2 separate regions of the Mus musculus genome follow, and region 2 is linked to region 1. Evidence: chromatin contacts called from public promoter capture Hi-C data. All regions are on one chromosome and are shown on one strand. The core of a region is the stretch at or near the end of the contact, and the rest is flanking DNA. Distances in the headings are between cores, read along the strand shown.

The links. Promoter capture Hi-C pulls out the DNA fragments that hold promoters and counts their contacts.
Region 2: a promoter capture Hi-C map of liver shows a contact between it and region 1, with 4 times the contacts expected there. The contact joins the promoter of Klk11 here to the promoter of Zfp619 in region 1. A contact is called at or near these places in 2 of 39 promoter capture datasets (cranial neural crest and liver).

Annotation. Positions count from the first base shown.
Region 1 is chr7:39,516,161-39,519,695 of GRCm38.p6, forward strand. Zfp619 (zinc finger protein 619) reads left to right here and starts at 1,606. Exons shown (of 4, transcript NM_001004139.2): 1 at 1,606-1,704. The coding sequence starts at 1,702.
Region 2 is chr7:43,774,415-43,777,949 of GRCm38.p6, forward strand. It overlaps Klk11 (kallikrein related-peptidase 11), which reads left to right and starts at 1,915. Exons shown (of 5, transcript NM_019974.2): 1 at 1,915-2,140; 2 at 2,467-2,623; 3 at 3,074-3,339. The coding sequence starts at 2,104.

The DNA.
Region 1 (3,535 bases), core at 356-2,855:
TTTTATTTATTTACGTTCCAGTCACCCCCCCCCATGCCCTTCCCCACAGTTCCTCATCCCATTCCTCCTCCTCCTTGTCTCCACAAGTGTGCTCCCCCCACCAACCAAGCCTCCCTCTTCCCTGGGGCCTCAAGTCTCTTGAGGATTAAGCACATTTTCTCCCACTGGGAATATATATCTGCTATATATGTGCCAGGGGCCTCGAGTCGGCCCACGTATGCTCCTGGTTCAGTCTCTGGGAGCTTCCTGGGTATTTACAATTTTTTTTTGATACTTAAAATTTACTTTCTGTAGACATTTATCAAGTGCTTATTATATGATAGGTGGAGTATGTTTGAGATGTTTGAACAATTTTAGTTTAGGGTATTTCCATAGCTCAGGCCAGCTCTGCCTCAGTCTTTGAAGTTCTGAGGTTACAGTCCCTTGCCCCCAAGCCCAGCTTCATTTTCTTGGCATTAGTTTGTTGGCAGCTGAAATAAACCAAGTTGGCCTTGTACTCACAGAGATCCACCTGCCTCTGCCTCAGGAACGCTGGGATTAAAGGGATGCGCCATCACAGCCCATGAACCCACATTCTTACCTCTCAGTATCAATTGATAAGTATCTTATTAGATTTCATTTTATTTCATGGGCAAAAGTAGAAGGCATGAGTTCCTCTGAAACTGAATTTACAGGCAGTTGTGAGTTGACAGATGTGTGAGCTTGGGAAGAGAACTAAGGTTCTCTGGAAGAGCAATACACACTCTTTAACCTCCTATCCTCCAGCCCTTTTATTTATTTCTGTAATTAGTTTTTTGCCTTCAAGTTTGAGGTGGGTACCCAAGATTCAACCTCTGGTTTCAACCATGCTATGGAAGCATTGTATTACAGAGTGTTTCTGTGTTGTGTGTGTTTCTGTTCTGAGACTGGCCTTGAATCCAGTCTGTAGCCTTGTCAGATGCCTGATTTTCCTGCCTCAGCCTCCCATGTACTGGGATTACAGGACCTAGCTAGACTGGTCTCTAAATTTGGCAGTCTCTTTATCCCCACCTCCCTTTCAAAAGTAAATAACAGTTGCGCTTAAATTTTTTTTTTTAATCAACTTTTGGAAAAGCGAAATGGCTCAGCGAGTAAAGGTGCTTGCTTCTAAACCCTATGAATTGAGTTCGATCCCCAGGACCCATAAGGTGCAAAGGGGCCATCAACTCTAGCTAATTGCCCTTTAACTTCCACTCATGCTCTGTGGGACACATGTTCTTCTGCCACACTTTTCTTTTAACTAAATACATGCAATTAAAATTTTTAAATTAACCTTTTGTATAAAAATTCACGGCGATCCCTATACTAGCCATTGCGTGTAGTGGACAGTGCGAACGCACGACTCTAGACGGCAGGTCCAGCTCTGGAAGGCAGGAGTAAGTTCCTAAAAGGAAAACTCCTTCACGTGTGTACTCGGGGGACAAGCCACGGGCCACAAGGACCCGCTGGGCTGCCTTTGTCTCTTCGCTTCCACTCTCTCCTGTCACTCCGGCCTTGCTAGCCATTCAGAGCAGCCAGACCAGCTGTCCAATAAAGGGCGCTGCCGAGCGGCGAGAGGCGGGTTTTTCGCCGCCATGCTCCGGGTTCCCCTTTAAGGCTGAGCGAGGTGCCACTTGAGCCGCGCTTGCGAGCTCCGCTGCCAGGACCTGTGGGGAGAGTGCAGTCGAGATCGGAAGCCGCGCCATGGTGAGCAAGGGGCTGCTGTCCTCAGACGGGGAGGAGAGGCGGGCTGAGCCCCGGGAGGCCGTCTGGTGGAGCCTCCTTGCGGCTGGAGCGGAAGCGCTGTTCTGGGCCCCGGCTCTGGTCAGCTCCGCCCCTCGGGCCGCGCTTGCGTAGAGCGCAGAGCGCGGTGGCAGGAGGCTCCGCCCCTCTCGCCTTTTCGGGTGACGTCACTTTGTTACGGGCTCTTAGGCAGTGTTGTGAGTCCAGTTCGTCTCAGTTATCTTTAAGAGGTTCTGTACTTCGCATTTCATTATTTAGGTTTAGAATACACTTAGAGTTAATTTTCGTGACAGTTATAAAGTCCTTTATTAATTTCTTACATATAGATGTTAAGGTGGCTCACTAATATTTATTAATGAAGGGAATTCCTTGAGTTTTCTTTGTTTCTTTGTCAAAAACAGCTAACTGTATTCTTTTACCTTTATTTCCTAATTTTCTCTTTATCTTTTTATTGTGAAATAGGACATTTGTTTTGGCTTTTGAAATAGGGTCTCTCTACGAAGTCCTGGCTCCCTCCGGAGCTCTCTTTGTAGACCAGGCTGGCCTTGCATGCACTCACAGATATCCTGCCTCTGCCTCCGGAATGCTTTGATTAAAGATGCTGGGCTGAGAACATTCTCCAGAGTAGATTGCTTTTATTATTGTAGTTTAAACAAAGTTTTACAGTCAGATGATAGTGCGCGCGCGCGCGTGTGTGTGTGTGTGTGTGTGTGTGTGTGTGTGTGACCTATTCTAGTGTGCTGACTGTTTTCTTTAGAGATAGACACTCATGACTCAGTCTATGCTTAAACTCGCTGTGTTACCGAGGGTTAACTTTGAACTTCTGATCTTTCTTTTTTCACTCACCGCAAGAGTGAGTGTAATTCAAAAAGTGAAAGAAACTCGAAGTACGGAACCTCTTAAAGATAACGCAGAGAAACTAGACCTGCAATACCACCCGATTAAAGACTAAAGATATGTGTCAGCCATTTCTGTCTTTATGTAGTGCTTCAAAAGGAACCCAAGGCTTCTTCCTGCTCCTCAGAAGGCTCTATACCAACTGTGCTACTTACCAGTCTCATGTGTTTTCCCTTCCCGCACAATCTTTATTTTTAAGATTTATGTATTTTATATGTTTGAATGTTTTGTATGCATATTACATAATGCCTAGTTCCCTCGGAGGGGAGAAGATGGCGGTAAGTCCCTTGAGCTTGAGTTGATGTTTGTGAACCCCACGGGTGCTGAGAACCCAATGGGGAATCCCTTGCTAGAACAAGATTTCTTAACCACTTAGCTTTCTCTTTAACACTGCAGTTTTCTCATCCTGTGTTCAATTTCACTTTGCGAGGTCAAAAGACCCAGGGGTCTTATATCACACATGCTACATATCAGATATTTACATTATGACTCATACAAGTAACAAAATTACGGTTATGAAGTAGCAACAAAATAATTTTACAGTTGGGGGTCACCACAACACGAAGAACTGTGTCAAAGGGTTGCAGCACTAGGAAGGTTGGGAACCACTGCTTTAGACTTTGCATACAACCGATAGAATTAGATTTGTTATTAAGTAGCTAGAACTTCTTTTTTAGATTGTGTTGAATCTACAAATCTCTAAAAAAAAAATGGCGTATATATGTGTTTGTGTGTGTAGACTGGTGGGCACACTACCAAGCATGTGTGAACATCTGAAGACAACTTTCAGGAATCGGTTCTTACGTTGTATGGACCCCAGGTGTCAAACTCAGGAATTCAGATTTGGCACCAAACACCTTTAACATGCTGAACTATCTCTTGAGGTCTCTTGAGTTCT
Region 2 (3,535 bases), core at 665-3,164, 4.3 Mb after region 1:
GCTGGGAACCTGGTGTGCTGACCCCAAAGCACAGGATGGTAGCCTTTTCCAACATCCCCTTGGCAGTTCATCCCCACTCCACCCCAAGGCAGGGCCGGCACCCCCATGTCACAGAGTAGAGAACTGAGCTTCCCTGGGGTGGAGTCACCTGTCCCACGTCACCTGGGTAGGAAGAGGCAGAGCCCGTAGGGTTTGAGGCCACAGTAGGCTGCTGGCAGAGCCTGGGCCTACCCCGCCTTGTCCCACATCTGACTAGGGAAGTAAGGCGAAGGAGGCCCATGGAAGAAAAATCTAAATGAAAACATAAGCTAGGAGAACTGAGGCTTCAAACCTGAAGCTATCTAATGAGGAGGCTGAAGAGTGACTGGAAATTATCTACAGAAACCAGTAAGTGCCGGAGGCCTGGGCAGTGAAGACCAGGGGGGCCGGGGAAGGGTCAGCAGAGAAAGGAGGCCCACATAGGAGCCCTGGGGCTCCTGGCACACCCGCTGAGGTTTCTCTCTCCTTTCTTGAGCCATGGCTGTCACAGGCCCTGACCTGCCTCCCCCACCGTCCTGTCCCTGCCCCTTCACCAGGCAAGCAGCCCCACCTCTATGACGCCCCAGATTCCCCCCTCTTTGGAAAGGAGAAGGGAGGGCCCAAAGGAGGCCAAGGGGCCCGCTGGGCCTAGGCTGTGAGAAGGGAGAGGCCCACAGGAGGAGAGAGAGCAATGGAGGCCTTAGAGAGGAGACAGAGACAGGCACAATGGGAGGCCTAGAAAGGGGTTGTAGGGACAAAAAGCTGTGACAAGAGGAAACAAGGATCCAAAGACAAGCAGGGACAGAAGCCTAGAGGCAGAGACCAAAATCACACACACAGAGGGGAGAGAGGGATGTGGGGGCCCGAGACTCTGAGACCTGCTGGAAAAAAAAAGGGTATACCTACAAGAAGAGGAGACCACAGGGAGAAGAGGGGCTCAGACAAGTGATATCTTGTCTCCCAGACCCCAAGGCTGCCTTGGGAGGGCCCACACACAGCTCTCTCCCAGGGCAATAAGGCAGGATTAGAAGCCCAGTCATCCCAGCGGCCCCCCTTCCGGAGGCCAAGCCCTCTGCCTGCCTGCCTGCCTGCCTTCTCCCCAGGTGCTCAGACCCAGCCTGCTGCAGTGTCAACCGCACCCTTTAGAGTTCCCATCCCCAGAGCCCAGGAATGAATCCAGGAGAGAAGGGAAGGTTCTCCCACCCCCACCCTCATCCCCACCCCCACCCCCACCCCCACCCATTCCAGAAGACTGCCATCCTAGAAGCTAGGCCTCTTCTGTCCCAGCATGCATTTTCCCCCTCTTGAAGATGTCCTTGGAAGATGGGGAGGGACTTGAAGCCACACTCTGCTTCCCTCTGTATCTCTCACCTCTAAACTGCTGCCCCCAAACTCAGTGACCTCCGTCCAGTCCGTCCCCTCAGGTGGCTTCGTCCTGCCCTTCTCTCCCACCCCCGCCAGCCAGGGCAGCTGTAGGCACCAGCTGTCCCTTAGCCAACCACACCCAGCCCAGTCCAGCTGTCCTTCACTGGAGTTCAGCAAGGTGGAGGGAGAGACTTCACTGGTTGTGGACAGACCTCACAGGTCCCTAATATTCTACATGTTGGGACATCAAAAATGAGGTCCTTACCCAGTAGTTAGCCCCTTCCCCCTTGTCTTCCCAGTTGTGGGGCTCCCAGTTGTGGAACAAGCCAGGTTCTCATGTAAAGAAAAAGAAAAATATTCTCTAAGATTTTCTCCCGGGGTCTTCCTTCTCCGAGCAGCTCAACCTGAGTGAGCCAGGAGCCTTGCCCAACAAAGCCCCTCCCAGCTGTTTTGTTGTTCTCAATATCCAGGAAGCTGCTAGCCTAGATCCAAGCCACTCTGGAAGCACAAGGCTTTTCTTACAGGCTTGGGGATTGGTGTGAGAACCAGGAGGTTCCCCTGGGGGAAGGAGGCAGGTAGTCAGAGAAGCAGAGAGACCCAACAGGTGAAGGAAAGAAGAAAACCCAAAAGCCAGCATTCTGATCGCCTCTTAAAGTGATTAGACCTCCCTCCTTGTCCCCAGGGGAACCTGGCGCCCGCCCTGCCCTACTCCAGGCCAGGATGATTCTCCGACTCATTGCACTTGCTCTGGTAACAGGTACGGTGGGGCTTAGAGGGAAGGGGGGCTCCCTATTCTACTTCTAAGGCCCCCCAGCTACAGTGACACCTGCTTGGAGATCACCCCCATGAAGTAGTCTGAGCTATACCAGGCATAATCAAGTGGGACTAAGAGGAGGAATGGGGGTGGGGGTTGGGTCCCCTCAAAATCTTAGGACAGCCACTAATGACCTGGAAGTATAGTCTTATGCCAGCACGTGACAGCTAAGAATGAGAACAGCTATTCTTTTGCTTACTTTCATTTCTGGGGTCTCTCTACCAGCCTACCCCCTCTTATGCTTGTACTTCATCTTTTGCCCCCTTCAGGGCACGTAGGGGGAGAGACGAGGATCATCAAGGGTTATGAGTGCAGGCCTCACTCACAGCCATGGCAGGTGGCCCTCTTTCAGAAGACACGGCTTCTCTGTGGGGCAACCCTCATCGCCCCCAAATGGCTCCTGACAGCAGCCCACTGCCGCAAGCCGTGGGTGCGGGGGCTGGGGCGGGGCTGGGCGGGGCTGGGAGGGGGCTGGAGATGGAGAGATGAATGGAGAGAGGGGCTGGGTCCAGAGAGAACGTGTGGGGGTGGCAGCAGTGGGTGGAGGGGTTGGGGATGGTGTGGTGTTAGCATGGATGATCAGACTGGAGAGGGTAAAGTAGCATTAGTGTGTATGACGGAGGCCTGGTTGGTATGAAGATAGAGGGTTTGGGGATGGAGTGGCATTAGTTTGTATGATGGGGATCTAGTTGAGTTGATGACAAAGGAATGAGGTGGTCTTAGAATAGATGATGGCCTTAGTCAGGATGAGGATGAAGGAGCGAGTGATGGTAGATGGGTCTGGGTGTTCACAAGGCACAATTCATCATCTCTCCCTCCCCACCCCTGCCCTGTCCCCCTACCTTTCTACCTCTGACCACATCTCTCCCACCTCAGCCATTACGTGATCCTCCTTGGAGAGCACAATCTAGAGAAGACAGACGGCTGTGAGCAGAGGCGGATGGCCACTGAGTCCTTCCCCCACCCCGACTTCAACAACAGCCTCCCCAACAAAGACCACCGGAATGACATAATGCTTGTGAAGATGTCGTCTCCCGTCTTCTTTACCCGAGCTGTGCAGCCACTCACCCTGTCCCCACACTGTGTCGCTGCAGGCACCAGCTGCCTCATTTCTGGATGGGGCACCACGTCCAGCCCCCAGTGTAGGGGCTCCTGAGGGAACCGTGATCCGGGTGGGAGATGGGGAAAGGAGACCAGATGAATCTTCAGAGAGAAAGATCAGAGTCACTCAAGAGGCATGGTGATCTGGAGCAGTCAGGAGAGGGATGAGCTAAAAGGAAGATGAGAAATTCTGAGGGACTCACTTTTGGGCCTCAAGACTGAGACAGGTGTGAGGCA